Regions from separate parts of the Arachis hypogaea genome. Here region 2 is linked to region 1. The links are chromatin contacts, called in public Hi-C maps. All regions are on one chromosome and are shown on one strand. Each heading gives the region's core, a stretch centred on a gene start, on an enhancer-like site or on the middle of the called end of the contact. The rest is flanking DNA. Distances are from core to core; before and after follow the strand shown.

Region 1 (2,701 bases), core at 200-2,699:
AGATTTGATCCTACTATGTTAACGTAGTTTTATGAGTTTAATACAACTTTGTCATATTTTGTTATGTTGTTAGTGCATCTTATTGAGACAATGTGATCTGTCTATGTTTGGTTATTATGTTGATAATGCATGTCACTGCACTTTTTTGGTGGAATATCTTATTAGTCCTAGCAAAAACTTAAAGACTAACTACCTTTTTGTTTAAAACTTTGGTTATATGGAATGAAAGTATGGTACTTAAATTTAAGTACGTCTGATTTTATTTCATTTCTAATACAACTTTTCTCTATCAGCAAATACTCATCATTCACCTACTCATCGTTCATTGCTTGTCCTAGCACTTACAGATTAGTGTTGCATAAACAAAAGCTAACACTGTAATTACTTATTCAACTATATAACATAAGATAAAATCTTCCTCAATCTACCTAAATCCTACCTACAAGAACACATATCATAAATCCTAGAATGAAAAAGAACACAGGACTGCAGCACCCAAACCATCGTCTATTCTCAACGGCATTCTTGTTCTTCTTCTCAAATACATCAAGCAATTCTTTCAGCTTCTTCACCTTCTCCGCAAGAGCATCATCATCTTCTCCACCATGACCATCACATTGAAATACCCTATCAAACCACACAAAAAAATCACAGTGGGGAGTTTTCTCCTACCCATACAGATAGAAGGGTTTAGGGTACAACATTATCAGAAATAATGTTTTGCATACAAAAAAAGTTTAAAATCATCGATACATTACCTTCAAAAAAGGACAGCCAAAGAAAGGTCTTTTCATATTTTTCTCCGTTTCAAACTCTACAATTATGGCATAGACTCTGTAATGACATCTCGAATTTTTCTTCTGGCGACTCTGAACCTACCACCGTGGGCAGAACCACTGCTAACACTTCCGTCACCACTAGCTTTAACTCGCCGCTGATATGAACTTCCACAACTTTTTCCGGTTGTCATTGTTAACAACTATAGCTTTCGATAATTTAGGGTTTTGGCAAGAGGAAGAAGAAGAATTTGATTTCACACGTCGTTTCATGGCTATATGCAATTTTTCATTGTCGTTTTTGTACAATTCAACATAGGGACCACTTTATCTGCTTTTTCACGTGTCACTTACCATTTGTGTCATCAACTCAATGTGACACGTTGGACTTCGCCGTTAGACTTTAACATACCAATCTAACGGAAGGATCATTTTGTCTGACACCAGAAAACATTAAATACTAACGGAGTGATTAATTTTAGTTGAGAACTAAAACATCCACTTTAAAATTTTTTAGAGACCAATTTAAATAAATACTCTTAATAGAATAACATCACATATCTATTATTTACTATCATAGACAGAAATTAATTAATCCAAAATCAAAATCTTCAATTACCTAATTATTACCTTACTCAAAGATTATTTATACACTATTGTTAACTACTAAATTGTAATTAATTTTATACTGTTATATCGTATACCTAAAATTAAAATACACTCGGAAAGACGCTTCCGTTAATTGGGTCATAAATTGTCTTAGATAGTAACCATTAACCAAGGACAATCTGAGAGTTGAGACATTTTATGTGGGCGGAGTGCGGCTGAGTAAGTGGCGGTGGCAGTGTGTGAAAGTGGAAGCATGCCTTCTGCTCCTTCAAAGCTCTATTCAGGTTCGTACTGTGCTTTCACCTGCCCTTCCAATTCCATTCATTTTCTGATCCCTTTCTTCATTCAATCCGTTGCAGATGACGTCAGCCTCCTCGTCGTGACGCTAGACACCAACCCTTTCTTCTGGTCCACTTTCTCCTTCCCTTTCTCCGAGTTCCTCTCTCATGTAACCAACTTCATCCTCTTCCTCTCATAAACCCTAGACCCCCTTCCCTTCCGTTTTTCCCCCTAATTCTTTCTTTATTTTTTCAGGTGCTTGCGTTTCTCAACTCGATCCTGCTTCTTAGTCAGCTCAATCAGGTTGTGGTTATCGCCACTGGCTGCAATTCCTGCACCTACCTCTACGATTCTTCTTCCGATAAGAACCATGGCTCCACCACCGGTTCCATGCCCTCCCTCTACTCCGATTTGCTGCACAATCTCGAGGTTTTCCTAGCTAAGGACCAGCATTTGGCAAAGCCCAGGGATAATGCTGCAGGTGGAGGAGCTCCTCCTCCTTCGCTCCTTTCGGGATCCTTGTCCATGGCGCTTTGTTGTATCCTCTTCCAGTCATTGCATTCAATGCTTCTTTTAGTTATGAAAATGTCTTATTTTAAATGATTAGGGTAGAAGTTTAGTTATGTATTACTTCTGATATCTAAGAATTTTCACTATGGACTTGTAAGTTTATTGTGAGATTTTTGCTTGACCTGATTTGCTATTCAGATATACAGAGAGCTTTTCGTTCGGGACCCATTCATCCTCAGCCTCGGGTGTGTATATATACATTCTTATATGCTTGCCTAATGCCTGATCATGAGTGTGTTCTTAGATAGAGTTTTATACTGCACTTGAATGTAATGGGTTGCTATTAATCAAGTGTGATCGGCTTAGTAATATCTTTTTGTTTTAGTGGGCATGTGTTTTAGTTGATATTGTATTACCAGAAATGAGAGGGAAAGACCTAAATAAAGATCATTCCAAGTTATAAATGAGTTGTGAAATCTAGTTTATTCTGAACTGGTATAAATCGTAGAATGAGTATTGAGATATGA
Region 2 (2,700 bases), core at 180-2,679, 140 kb after region 1:
AAATATATAAATTATCCGATGATAATGATAAATTGATAGTTGGTATATATGAAAATTGGAAACCTGGTTTTATGAATTTTTTTTTTTAATTAGGAATAGAGAATTAGCTTTCAAAACCATATCTCATACTATACTCTCAACATAGGTACACGTGTATTATTATCTTTCTTGATAATTAAGTGCTTGATGGATTTCTCAACGTATGATACACACACACTTACATGTATGTCTACTAGAGGGGGGAAAATTATGGAGTTGTCATTTTTGTCTCTTTTTTTTTTTCACTTTTCTTTTACAGAAAAGGAAGTTAAGACATAAAAAGATTAAATGCATCAATCTATGTTTAAATTAAAGAGGATAGAAGAAAGTTTTGTATAATGGGTTCCGTGTAGTTATATATTTCATGTTTTTTTGGTGACTTATATATTTCATGTTTGTGTACGTAGTATTATTATTACTATTATTTGAGGAAAAAAAAAAAAACTCCTGTATACTTTCTCTTCATGCCATTATTAAGTCCCCCCGCCTCCCGATTCTTTTTTCATAAAATTTTATAAGAAAAATGGTTAGAATATCATTAAAATTTATCATTTTTTATTATTATTTTTAGTTATTAATCTATTTTTTTTAATTTAATAATTTAATAACATATATAATTTAGTTCAAACTTTTAAACATCAAAAAATGTTATTGGTATACCAAAATTAATTAACCACTAATATAGTTGTGTATAAATACATATGTAGTTTAAATTTTTAATGTGTATTTGTATTCTAACATGTATTTTATATTGGTAACTAACTTTGATGGTTGATTTTGGTATACATATATTATAGTCGTTTAAACATTAATAACTAACTAATAACTAAAAATAATAAATTCTAATAGTCTTCTGGTATTTTTCATTTTATAATATTCAATTGCTAAAATTTCGTAACGTTGCATTAACTAAGAAGACTTTAGTTAGAAAAAAAAAAACTTGTACAATTGCAGACTTAGTTAAAAATGCTCAAACCATAAAGATTTGATTAAAGTTGTGGTAGTATGACACTCCTTGGCATAAAAATATTAGTGTACTTTCATTAACACGTATAATAATGCATGATGATTACGATGATCTATGATAATGAATTAATGATTAATGATGGTATTATTATATTCACTTATCTACGAATAATGTGCATTCACGAAAAGATTACAAGTTAAGCTGAAATTATTTTTGGATTCATTGGTGCAATTTGGAGCAGAGACATGGCCCGGGAATCAAAGTTGGTGGTTTCGTGTTTGGATTCCATGAAGCAATCAGGTTTAGGTTGGTGGAATCCCACCATACGAGAGGGATGAAATGAATTCAAGCACTTAGCAAAATAATAAATGTAAAACAAATACAATTTGCTATATGGTGGGGCTAAAGGAACCCATGCCACACTCTAGCTAGATCTCTTTTTCTAATCTCAATTCTAACACTATATGTCTATATTGTTATTTCTACATATAATATATATATGATTAATATATAAATAACTTAGGTATTATATATGATTAAGATACATATAATAAAATGAGTTTTTATGGGTTTTTTTTTTTTTTTTTTTTGCCTATTATATCTCTCAGTCCCAGAAATTAATCTATTTTATTATTGACTAATGGATTATTACATATATAAAGTAAAATTCAAACTTCGACACTTATTTAAAGGAATAAGTAAACTGATCGCTCGACTAATCCAAATTAGTTAATTGAATTTCCATGATTGATTTTTTTAATTTACTATGATTATTATTATCTCCAATAATAATATACATATTTATTATTGAGAATCCGTTGTCAACTACACTAACTAGTGGCCAGTGTTCAATCTTCAACCATCTTCAGCTTTCTTAATTAATATTTTGTTCAAAATCTAAAAATCCTTACCAACACATGTTATGCTGCATATTATATGATTAAGTTTGCATCTCTTATAAAATTATTTATCCTCAAAATTTAAATTAATAAAAAAAATAACATAAATAATGACATCGTTCTTTATATTTCAAAATCTGGTTAAATTTTCCAGCGAATAATAACAGAAATCATATTCATATTCATATTCTTCCACCCAATAAAGGTATATATATATATATAGATTGCTGGCTTGTATCCATCCGTCGCAAGTCAAATCATTGTTGACAATTAGAAGGGATCTCATTTTTTTTTTTCGTACAGTTATTTAAAGTTGTGGAACCTGCAGAGTATATATATAGTGGAAAAATTTTAAGTGTATCTAGGAACACTAATGTTTCAGTTATTTTAACCGTTAATTTCAATTAATATATATTATATATATTTTTTATAATTTAGATTAACGGTTAAAACAATTGAAACACCGTATTTCCGGTACACTTAAAACTCTATATATATATATATATATATATATATATATGCCGGCATATTAATTAGTAGTACTACTTGCACTTGTCATTCTTTTTATGGTAGGCGATTTTGGTTTGGATTTTATTTCTGAATTGAACTAATATGTGATATATATATAATATTTTGTTAAATTGAACTAATTCAACTGAATTAGTTCGACTAGTTTATTTTTTACTTATCCGCTTGTAATTAATTTTTTTATTATGAATTAAATTAGTCTAATAATTAATTTTGAATTAATACAAACTAATTCATTCTAGTATTGAGAACCATAACTTATCTATT

Evidence for each region. Hi-C and Micro-C count contacts between places; a contact is called where the count stands out from the background.
Region 2: a Hi-C map of an unstated tissue shows a contact between it and region 1, with 5 times the contacts expected there. The contact joins the enhancer-like site here to the promoter of LOC112765475 in region 1. A contact is called at or near these places in 3 of 8 Hi-C or Micro-C datasets (leaf and an unstated tissue).

Annotation. Positions count from the first base shown.
Region 1 is chr17:126,695,217-126,697,917 of arahy.Tifrunner.gnm2.J5K5, forward strand. LOC112765475 (general transcription and DNA repair factor IIH subunit TFB4) reads left to right here and starts at 1,450. Exons shown (of 11, transcript XM_025811374.3): 1 at 1,450-1,669; 2 at 1,745-1,833; 3 at 1,920-2,202; 4 at 2,373-2,419. The coding sequence starts at 1,639.
Region 2 is chr17:126,839,067-126,841,766 of arahy.Tifrunner.gnm2.J5K5, forward strand. No RefSeq gene overlaps it. Among protein-coding and RNA genes, the nearest start is that of LOC140181063, 4.1 kb to the right of the region's middle. Within about 2 kb of position 1,430, at least 1 of the 3 cell types and tissues checked has open chromatin away from gene starts, as enhancers often do.